Linked DNA regions of Zea mays: region 1 is linked to region 2. Evidence: chromatin contacts called from public Hi-C data. All regions are on one chromosome and are shown on one strand. The core of a region is the stretch at or near the end of the contact, and the rest is flanking DNA. Distances in the headings are between cores, read along the strand shown.

Region 1 (6,246 bases), core at 1,868-4,367, 220 kb after region 2:
CATGTCATACCCTACCATGGGTAGCATGAAAAAGTCAGCAGAGAAGTGTTCATCATCGATGGAGAAAGACATCCCTCGAGACACACCAATGCATGGGGACACTCGCCATTGGTCACCGTGACAGATGTGGAGCCACAGTAGACCATGGGGAGATTAGTGCGACAGACGGCCTCCTCAACAATGAAGTTGTGCGACGATCCCAAGTCGATGTGGGCGCAGAGCCCAATGTGGTCCATTTGGAGGTGCACTCGCATGGTGTCGCTGGTGCGGACGCCCATGATCACATGGAGCGATATATGCGACAGTGACTACATAGTGTGGGGGTCGTGGAAGACAACATCGTCATCGTTCGCATAGTTATTTAAACATCGTTTAAACAACGTTTAAACGCCAAAACGCTGATTAAAGGCTAAGACGCTAAAATGTTACAGGACTAGGCCTTAACCGACGTTTTGCATCTGTAAAATGTCGTGTTTTAGTGTTTAATGGTCGTAAACCATAAAACGCAACGTTTGAAGTGTTTTAGTCCTCCTCATACACACCAGAGTGAAAATTTAGCTTCTTTGGGCCCAGTCCAGTCCGCCCCACATGCTTGCCCTATCATACTCGCTCAAGACCCGACGGCACCATGTGCTCACATCTGTAGTCCCGCCGCTAAAGGTCCCGCCTTCCCGACTATTCGCCGGCTCCAGGAGGAGACAGGGGAAGCGAGGTGGCGGGCGCAGCCCCAAACTGGTCTTTGTCTTGCGACTATGTGGCTAGTTGTCCATCCACTGTGGCGCCATCGTCGTTCTGCTCTAGTGCTCCCCTGCTCTCATCCACTCGTCCGCCACCGCAAATTGTGATATATTGATATTTTCTTATGTTTAAAAGTCAAAACTCCACCCATGAGCGTTTCAATGTTTTGTTGGCCTCCGCCAAGTCCAACAAGAACAGACACTGACACATGCAGTTGTGACTGCGCTCGCTTTTCGTTGCAATTGAAACATAGGTCGAGCCGACAATGACCTTCCATTCAAATGTCGACAGATGTCATATGGGGCACCCCCCCCCTACCATGACGATGGTGGCTGCAGCAGCCAAATCAGGTAATGGGGCTAGCAGGGCGAGGTGTTGGGCAAGTGATTATCAAGCATCGTCTAAAAGGCAAGTTTTATAGGACGACCATAAGACCTACTATGTTATATGATCCAAATTGCTTGGGACTGAAAGGCTTTTGGTGTCGTTGTTGCACAGTGATTAGCATGTACTTTATTGCAATGAACTGTCTTGAATTTGCTAAATTCAAACATAAGTAGTAAAATCAGAAGAAAATGTCAGACCAAACATGTTTAAAGTTAGCACTTAGCAGTGATTACTAGTCATGCTCTAGACATACATATGAAGATATTTTAGGGAAATTCATATATTGACAGTAAATTTGTAATGGATTTTGGGCGGTGCCATCAAGGCTATGACCTCTAATTTAAAAAAAAAACAAAGTACGATTTTGAGATCAACATAGACTTGTGGCACAAAAGAGGTCAGCATAGACTCCTTGTGTTCCTGAACTTTTTGTTACCTAGCAGCCCTAGAATTTACAAAGCCATAGACCACAGCAAAATACAAATTTCAATATAAAATAGCAACCATAGTAATTTTCCTTGTGTTCAGGCAGACATACTCACCCTAAAATCAGCCTTCTTCAGTACCTCCGCTGTAGTTGTTTCAAACTGTCGTCTAGGAGGGTTCTTTGCGGCTGCAGGTTTTCTAAGGTCAAGGTCCTACACTTGTCAGATTGAATGAAATAAGGCATTATAATAGCAACCACACATGGGCAGATCAGCAAATAAACTAATAAATGAAGAAAGAAATTTGTAAAGTACACATGGTATATTGGTATTATAAAGAGTATTTCCGCGTATTTGAAATGAAATTCTCATTTTGTTAACAAATATCTGATAGTAAAACACACGATTTTTACTGTGATTTTAGCATAGCAGACATTTCTAGCCCACACACTTATACACTAATTCATGAATGCTTGCACAAGATAAGTAGATAACAAAAACATATAGGTTGCAAAAGATTTTAGACAACTCGGATAATTTTGTCTATTTATTGACAAACCAAACTACTGCTTACCCGAACAGAATACGTTGAACCTCGCCTAAACCGAACATCAGGCCTGAACTCAAAGTCATCTTCCCAGTCACCGTCGACGTCCTCGTCCTCCTCCATTTGGATGTTGCGTGCCGCATTAGCAATTGTATCATTTAAGCCATCATTAAAAGAATCATAACCATCCATCCATCCTGAACTGCTCCTGTCGCTAGATGCAGGAAACCCAGGGAAACCAGAGCTGCTACTGTCACTTAACCTAGTGAAACCACCCTTGGACAACCCAAAATTGTATCTCCTACCAGTGTTCTCAGCCCTATCGAGCTTCTCGTAGAGTGATCCTTTGTCTGTGTCCTTGCCCCCAAACAACCGTTCTTCGAATTCGTCCATAGTCTCACCATCCCCTGCACAGAAACAGTCAAACCAGAAAGGCATATCAAAATCGGCTTGATTGAGACTATTCAAGAGTCAATTCTTCACTCTTAAAGCATTATTACACCAGAAGTATAAGGAAATGATGGTCTTTAGCTCGAGAAAGCTAGACAAAATTCACATCAGATCTAGATGTCCAGGGTCATTCAATTCAACTTACTGTTATAACCAACTTTAGGGAAAGGTACGCAAGTATAACAACTATGGGCATCACACAGCACGAGTACCTCCCATGTGTGGTATCTTTTGTTTCAAGAGATACCACTCATGGGAGGCCAGGAAGGAACAGGAACAGAAGAGGGTTGGATGCTCACCGGACTGGAATGAACGACGGAAGACGCCGGCAGCGGCCAGCAGCGGATGGGGAGGGAAGGCATGACAGAGAGAGGCATGGCAGGGGAGACAGCGCCTCAGTGCGGAGCTCACCATCGCGCTCGCTTGTCTCCTGATTCCTAGCGGCGGCGGCGCTTGTCTCCTGGCGGTGACGGTGGCTGTCCCCTCCACGAGCTCTCCAGGCGCCGGCGATGTCCCCTACCGGCGAGCCCCTCCCCTCCGCGGCGACCTCCTCCCTCCGGCGGCAACTCTCCTCTCTCTCTCTCGGATGCAGGGTGAGGGTGGCAGCTGAGGCGGTGAGGCCTGAGGGTGCTGCAGGGTGAGTTCATGAGGTGGCGGCTGCAGGGTGAGTTTAGCATGGACCGGGAAACTGGTGGCCCATATAACCTTAATCTTAACTGTTTTCTTTTTTTCTTTTTTTTTACTTCTCTATTAAATCAATAAACCTATTTAAGATTATATTCCTATATATTTCTATATTTACATGCTAGTACCTCGCCTTACCGCTTAAAAGTTAAAAAGGAAGTCGACCGCTTTACCTCGCCTTACCACCTTAACCGTGGGTATGATGCTTAAAACTTAAAAAAGGGTAGGTGTACCTATGTGAAAATTTTACTTGATCACCTAGAAAACACATTAAACCAAACAACAAGAGTGACAAATAACACACGGATCACACTATCTCAATTCACTAAGCACTAATGATCACTTGTCTTAATTATGGGACTTGGAGAGATTGGAAGCTTTGAGTGTGTATTGGATTGAATTGCTAGCTCTTGTATTGAATGTGAATGAGTGGAGTGCTTGGATGTGTTGAATGGAGGTGGTTGGGGTTGTATTTATAGCCGCCAACCACTTCATAGCTGTTGCTCCAATTCTGTTGAGCGCGGACGGTCCGCGCTCCTGGTCTGGACGGTCCGCCCCTGCACATCAACGGCTAAAATCGCAACGGTCAGCAGTAACGGCTATATCAACGGATATACAGCATTTAATGCGTCGTCAGATGTCGGATAAAGCAGTCGTAGACGGTCCGGTCGTGCACCCCGGATGGTCCACGTGGACGCTAAAAATGCATTTTACCGAACCCGTCAATTCTCGGGTTTTTCTAGTTTTAAACGATCAGACGGTCCGCGCCTGATGCCAGACGGTCCGCGCTTGGTCTCGGACGGTGCTTGCTTCTCCTTTGGACGGCCCGCAGTGTTAACTTGTGTTTTTGCAGTGTTCCTGCCCGAGGCTCACCCTGGTGTCGCGTACGGTCATACGCAAGGGGCCGGACGGTCCGCGCATAGGTATTTTTCAAAAAAATCTTCTCATGTCCGGAATAATCTACGGTATTCCGAACAGTCGACTTAGAATAGTTGTAGATAAACTTATGCACCTGAGAAATGATCAACTAGGCAAACTAGTTAGTCCACGTGGTTTGTGATGGACGTCAAACACCAAAAACGATTATAGGAAATGTTTAAGTCTATTTCCCTTTCAGATTCGAGTGTAATATGTTATTATAATCTTTATTTACACTGTCATGCATTGTTCCTTTGATATATTAAACTTGTGACGTCAACATATGTGTGGAAATAGTTCCTGGCATACATATGCTATGCATTCGGTTTTTCCTTTAAAATCAGGTGTGACGGGGCGGACCTCCTCATTTAATAGGCTGATGAGGGGGTCGGCTAGTGGTGGCTTCCTCAATAAGGAGTCATCGGGCCATGGTAAAACCGAGCATCCTACCTCGGTAAAACTACATGCGTCTGTGAGCCTCGGGGTCGCCTGTTTGTCTCATGTTCTTTATAGCGAACAATGTGAGCAGTGTGGGGCCCGAGCACCATCATTCGATCTATGTCGACCCCTGGCCTTCATAGCCTGAGCCTCTGCGCGACTTGTCTTGTTGTGCCCTGGAGGCAGTCTGCGCACTCAGGCATAGTCCCGATAGGTCATGAATAAGTCGCAGGCTGGGGGCGTGTGGGCCATAAATTCATCACAATTTGAGGGATTCGTAGGTTATGAGTGCGCTGCAACCCAAGGGGCTCATAGGCCATGAGTGGGTGGCGGAACAACGCTTCATCGTGGCTTGGCGCCGGCGTAGTTAATGTGGCTAGTCACTTATGGCGGGTCGGTCTTGGACCGGGTGAGGGATCCACTCGAGTGATTTCCCTTCGGTTCACTAGGCCCCTGTTTAGCTTCGCCATGCCTGACCCCGAGCTCGGTGTCGTGGGGTTCATCTAGGGGCGGGTGCTTCCAGGGCAGACGTTTCCTTTCTTCTCTCGCTGACCGATGTGCTGTAGTGAACGAGGTTCTTATCCCTGACAAGATGCCATGACCCAATAGTATTATCACCATCTCCTCTAGTCAAATGGAGGCATTGTTAGTAGTGAAGAAGTTGCATGCCATCAAGTCACAACCATAGTGTTTATCACGACCACAAGGGGACGACCCTCAAATCTTCCTAAACTTATTAGAGGACTCTGGTGGAAGGTTTATGTAACACCTCAGGTGTTAGCTCTAGGGTTTTACTCAACACCTACTCTTAAACCTATTATCACATGTGAATTATTATGGGCAAAGGTCACCATGCTTATGAATCAAGGTTATAATTAAGTGATAAACATCCTAAAGGGTCTACCTTAGCCTTACCACACCACTCCAAGAAGGGCAAGTGATCAAACCCTAAGTCCAACCCTTAAAACCAAAAGAAAGCATCAAGCAAAGGTGATCATGGAAACCTATCAAATTCCTTAATCATGAATGGGACCATTAATAAAAGTTGAAGCTCACTAATTAACCTACAAATTATTAATGGTGATGCCCCAAAAAGGTTAGGCAACACCCCTCAACATATCAAACATGAGTGAGAAGGGGGAGGAAAATCAAGTTTTTCTTTAATTAAAAATTCAACCCCTAACTAAACCCTACATGTTCATTTAGTTCCAAAACTCAAAACCATATGCTCCAATTAACTAAGGGGCACCAAACTACTCTAGGCATGCCCTTGAAAAAATTGAACTCAAAGCCAAAATGTTTGACATGATAGGACACAAGTTTTACCTCGGATTGTGGCTGTGACACAGACCGACTTTTCGCCTCCCATATCTCACAACCCAGTGGACCAAATCTCATAACCTCCATACAAAAGAGTTAGCTTAGGGAGAGGAGAAGGTGCCATGTACAAAAATCTTAGCAAGATTGGCCACGGATTTGTGACTATACACGCAAGAAAATGGGCTCACGAAACCCGACCACGTGTTCGACATAGGCTGACACGCCAGTGCGTGGCCACCCATGTGCCGCGCGCGCCCCCAAGCGTCGAGTCGGCCACCACCATGTCCAAGCCACGCCGAGCCTATAAGAATAGCCCCGTCCCTCGGTCACACTCCCCAC
Region 2 (5,809 bases), core at 1,458-3,957:
ACTTTGAAGTTGGCCAAGAACTTTGCTTTTGCCTCCTGGATCAGCTGCTCCTTGTGCTCCTCGAACTGGAGCTGTTCGTCGACCGGCAAGGTTTCCCAAGTCGGCTCTATAATGTTGCTGGGGGAGACTTCAGAACTATCCCTTGAACCGGCCATTGAGGGCCGATTTGATATGTCTAGATGTGTTTTCCCCAGCGGAGTCGCCAAAAAGTATGTTGACACCTTTTTAGAGCGCCAAACACTCAACACGAACCAGCAGCGGTGCTCTCTGCACAGGGGCGGACGGTCCGCGCGTAGGGGCCGGACGGTCCGCGGTCTGGTGCGAGGCTAGGGTTCCTGCCTGACGACCGGACGGTCCGCGCCCTGGGGCCGGATGGTCCGCGCGTGCGCAGGGGGGCGGAAGATCGTCGGCGGCGCCTGGATCTCGCTCCCGGGAGGGACCCCGTCAGGGAGGAGAGATCCTAGGAGTTGTCTAGGCCCGGGCAGGCTGACCTAGACTCCTCTAATCGACGTAGAGTTGAAGAGAAGCGAAGAATTTGGGGATCGGAAGGCTAAACTAGAACTACTCTTAGGAAATAAATGCGAAATAGAAGTGTTATTGATTCGATTGATGATTACAAATCGGCCGTATACCTCTCTATATTATAGAGGAGGGGGCTGGACCCTTTACAAACTAATTTCCGAGTTATTTCCGTGAATCTAGCTAACAACCGTAGCACAAAACTCGAAACCCTAAACTGCTCTGCGCACGTGCGGTCTGTCCGGCCTCAGGGCCGGACAGTCCGCCTGATATAAACGGAGAAAATTTCTTATGCGACGGATAAAAATAATAGGGACAGGAGCATTCACTATTCCCGTTACCCACGGTGACTAGTTAAACTTATATGTGAGGATATTTTCGTATAATAATTAAAAATAAAAATAAACAATTAGCTTGTCAAGAAATCACTCAGTATACAAATATATTTATTTTGATGTATATATATTGATTTTTTTATATCTAACAATGTTTTGTATTGATAACAAATGATATATATTCTATTATAATTTACACGAGGACGGAGATCCTGTCAGAGATTTATGTTCGTAGAGGAACGTGGATATGGAAGAAATATCCCCCATAATAGTTCGTGGTGGGAAGCTCCATGAGAAAATCTTTTTCATCATAAAAACGAGATAGAGAGCTATTCTACGACATGAAATTTCCCGTTGTCATTTCTACTTACGAGTGTGTGATCGCCTAACAGTATCTTTCTGTTTGGCCGACCAAATAATAAGCACACTTCTTTTTTTTTTTGAAAAAATGGCATCCATAACCAAATAAAGGCAGCCATATTTTAGCTAGGTCTCCTCCCACGTCCCTGCAAACACACAAAAACGAATTCCAGATCACTCCAGAACTCACCTTTTGCAAATACGGTGCGTCGTCGAAAATTAAAAAGGCTTCTTCCTCCCGGGCCGGGACGTGGAATCGATGCTTTCTTCTCCATGGGAAACTGAAGAAAGCGCGACACCACGCCACGCCACGCCACACCACACCACACCACACCACACGAGGCGCTTTGTGACGAGGCAGCAGCGGAACAAACTCTTCCTCTGCACGCACGGCGGGCGGGCAAACGAAACCCATAACAGCTTAACAAGATGCACTTGCATCGCGTTGCATGCAGTGGCCAATCTTTCCTCTGGTGTTTCGCGGGCGGCCGGCGACTGGCGTGACGACGGAGGTGGAGGCCGGCCACCACTAACCGTACCCTCGGTTGCATTGCATGAGAGCTGCAGTGAAGAAGCTAGCCATCATCATGGCCCATGCATGCATGATTGCATGGGAGGGGTTGTCGTAATAATCCTGCTGACCATGGGAGGGGAGGGGAGGGAACAAATAGAATGACACTTTGTTTGTAGTCGTCTTCCTCCTCTTTGTCATCTTGTGTTTCGTCGTCGTTGTATTTTTTTTTTCATCGCCGTCATCTCCTTCGTCAGCGATCGAGTTGCTGCTGCCTGCCTTGCTTCGCTTTTGCTTGTTTCCATTCACAAGTGAAAAACGTACTACTACGTTATGAAGAAAAAGGCTTTGTGTTACTAAAAGCACGCCTCGTATATATTTTTGTTTCCTTTCTTTTGGTTATATAATTCTATGGTTCCAAGGCAAGAGCATGCATGCGTCGACAAGAGAGAGAGAGCATATAATATGGCTAGCTAGCGGTTTTTGTATGGTGCCATGCCAAAGTCCAAACCAAAGACCTACACATACCAGCACAACTAAATCTCCAGATGAAGAATCCAAATCCACGTGCTGCACGGATCTAAATTGTTGCCCAATGACGCCTCCTGCTGGGTCTCACGGAAAAGAAAACAGGAGGAGCTAGGAGGAGGAGGAGGAGGAGAAGGAAGGTGAAGAGCGGCACAGCAGGAAAAATCTCTTTAGTTGTAGCTCAGTTGAGCAAGACAGCAACAACAATTAGCAAAAGTGCAAAAAGAAAGAAAGAAAAAGCCGCTTTAGTTGGCATCATGACTACACAGTGTTGTAGTACAGCTCATGATGAGCTCCGAAAGAAAGAAAGGAAGAAGAAGACGACTAGGACTAGCACTAGTGAACCATGCATGGATGTCCACCTCCATACGCTTGGTCTCACTTTCACGGCCATCTTTACCTCCTCCCAAAGCCAGCCAGCCAGCCTCTCCAAGAGCGTGGTGCGTCCATTCATTTGTTAAAGCCACCAAAGGTGTTCAGCAGCTCAGCTCAGCACTATTCGTTCGTTCTCCGTATATATGGCGGTTGCTTCGATTCCTTTCACTCGTTGTTATCACTACTAAACTAGTGCGGGGTATAAAGCTCTCTCCCTCCGCGCTTCCGATCAGTTCACGACGACTCCAGGTCCAGGAGGGGCGCACTTGACTTTCCCCTCCTCCTCCTGCGAGCACCTTCCTCGCCTCGCTCTCATGGCCTCATCAGAGCCTATAGAGTGCCAGGTACCAATGTTCTCTCCTCTTCTCTCTTTAATCTCTTTCCCTGGACCCGATCGAGTTCCAGTTCTGGTACATGTTTGCAGAGCGCGCAATTGGTCTTCTTCTTCAGCTTGTCTGATTCCTGTTCCAGCGGTCCAGCCACTGTTTTTATTTTCTTCATCTTCTTCTTCTTTCTGTTTGATTCTTCTTCTTCTCAGCGATCCGTCTGTGACTGTGTGTCCTGTTTTAATTCAGGTTGTGGCGCTGAGGGTGTCGATTCACTGCCAAGGATGCAAGAAGAAGGTGAAGAAGGTGCTCCAGAACATCAGCGGTACGCGTCGCACGCTCTTAGCTAGCGGGTCTTTCAGTTTACCACCCACACGTCGTAGCTTGGCATTGTCCAAGGCCTTGCTTACACAGCTCCTTGCCTTCGATTGCAGCACCTACTCAGCACTAGTACATGCCTTTTTTTTTTTGCAAGCAATTGCCGGCCTCGTTCTTGTTTTTTTTCTAATCGGTAAAATAACGAAACAAAGTCGATGGCAAGTCTCTGGGACAGTTTGATCGGGTGAAGGTGCTGAGTTTGTGTTGTTTTTGATCCTGTTCAAGGCGTGTACCGATGCGAAATCGATGCCCGGAGCAACAAGGTCGTGGCGACGGTCTCGACGGAGCTCGACCCCTACATGCTGGTCGCCAAGCTGCGCAAGTCCGGCAAGCAGGCGGAGCTGTGGCCGGAGCAGCCGGTGCAGCAGCAGGAGCAGCCGGCACCAGTACCACCAGCTGAGAGCCAAAGGCAGGAGGAGCCCAAGAACAACCAGCCTGCGGAGCCGGGCCGACCCAGCGAACCTGCCGAGGAGCGCGGCGCCGCCGCCGACACGGCCGAGGCCGCCGCGGCGGAGCCGAGCAACCCGCTACCTTCGCCGCCGGAGCCCAAGCCGAGCGCCGGCGGAGGAGAGGCCCCGAATCCGGCGGCCCAGGACAGCAAAGAAAACGCCAGCGCCGACGACGTCGGCGGCGGCGACGATACGGCCGCGGCACCGGCACCGGCGCAGCAAGGACCCAGCGAGGCGAAGGGGAAAGCGAAATCGAAGCAGCATACGGCGGAGATGGAGGAGAGGCAGCCCGTGGACGCCAGAGTGACTGTGGAGTACGACCACCGAGGCGTCGGTGGGGGCTACGTGAGCCGCATGCCGCCGCCGGCAGTCATGAGCTACAACCAGGTGCGCCCGAGCGTGAGCGCGTCCTACTACGCCCCCGCCCCGGCTCCGGCGCCGGCGCCGATGCCGATGGGGAGGCCCGGGCCGTCGCAGGGCTACATCGACGAGCACTACACGCCGTCTTACAGCAGCAGTAGCAACAACTACTACTCCTCCAACCGGTCGCCGGCGTACGAGCCGTACTACTACAGCGCTCCGCAGCCGGCGCCGTATAGCTACCAGTACCAGTACCAGCCGGCTTCTTCGTCCGAGGATTACTACTACAGCGCGCCGCCGCAGAGGAGCGCCTTCTCGCCGCCGCGGGAGGGCTACGGCGACATGTTCAACGACGAGAACGCCAATTCTTGCACCGTCATGTGAAGGGAGGATGCATGCAAACATGGAAGTAGCTAGTTTACTTACAGTTCCTTATTAATCAAGCGACTCTCTCTATATATATATATATATATTTGTGTGTGTTAGTATATTTTAGAACCAGTAATTAAGTACGAGTAAGGAGATGTATTAAAAGCACTGTTCAGTCTTGATGGCGCTGAATAAGTTGAGAGCTCTGAGCTTGAATGCTTGATGCATGTACCAACCGTGATAGATAGAGGAGAATGTGAGGATCTGAATGAACAGCTCTGGTGTTCATCACAGCAAATTTTGTAATGTATGACATGGTCAAAATGGGGACTTCCAATCTCTTCAACTTCTTCATTCATGTAAGAACTTTGTATGTACACAGAACATGAGCAAAGACACGATCGAGCTGTTCTGTTTCCGTGTGAATCTTGCACCTGAAAAGGAGCTAGCTATGTGTCAATCATTCAGGAGGTTGGTTAACTAAATTGAGCAGGAGTATTTCATGAGTAGCATGTGTGTGTTATAACCATAATTATTTATTTTATGAAGTTGTCAAAAATATAGAATATGGCTTACTATTTTTCTCTCCGTCGATATGATCATATATATATATATATATATATATATATATATATATATATATATATATATATATATATATATATATATATATATATATATATATATATATATATATATATATAACGATGGCTGCGCACCTATGCGCATGCTGACATCGTACGATACAATAATTTTGAGCGTATGAGTGAATACGGGTTAATAGCATTAAAATAGTTTATTTTGCATTCACTCATGTAGACCGTGATTACTACATACAAATAACCAAATATAATTTCAAATAAAGTCAATATATACAATGATCCAAAATGAGACAATGCGAATAACCAATCAGGCCGATAGTAACATAAGGTGATGAATTAATGAGAATAACATACGGTCCAACTGAACTAGCTAGCTGAGCGTTTGATTGAACCAGCCACCACACAGCGAAACGGATCCACAGACCGCTATCAGGTTCGAGCACACCGAGTCAGCTGGACGACAGTTTCATTTTACATCCCTTATTAGGGGCCGTTCGGTTATTACCGAATGGAGCTCTAGAACAATTCTTATCCAAATTATTTATCTAACTTATATAAGTATTAATTAGTTAAAATAATTTCTGGTGTATTCCTGTATAAACGAACATGGCCTTAAATGACTTTCTCGGTGGTTTCTGTTATAAATGAATACGACACAAATGGGATCAATCACAGAGAAGACACAGATTTAACGTAG

Evidence for each region. A called contact is a pair of places that touch in the nucleus more often than the background predicts.
Region 1: a Hi-C map of leaf shows a contact between it and region 2, with 4 times the contacts expected there. The contact joins the promoter of LOC100191266 here to the promoter of LOC100191808 in region 2. A contact is called at or near these places in 3 of 25 Hi-C or Micro-C datasets (ear, leaf and tassel).

The regions. Positions count from the first base shown.
Region 1 is chr3:157,721,270-157,727,515 of Zm-B73-REFERENCE-NAM-5.0, forward strand. LOC100191266 reads right to left here and starts at 3,118. Exons shown (of 5, transcript NM_001136700.2): 1 at 2,847-3,118; 2 at 2,125-2,504; 3 at 1,668-1,763. The coding sequence starts at 2,961.
Region 2 is chr3:157,501,573-157,507,381 of Zm-B73-REFERENCE-NAM-5.0, forward strand. LOC100191808 reads left to right here and starts at 2,708. Exons shown (of 3, transcript NM_001153668.2): 1 at 2,708-2,972; 2 at 3,204-3,279; 3 at 3,558-4,922. The coding sequence starts at 2,943. The coding sequence ends at 4,525.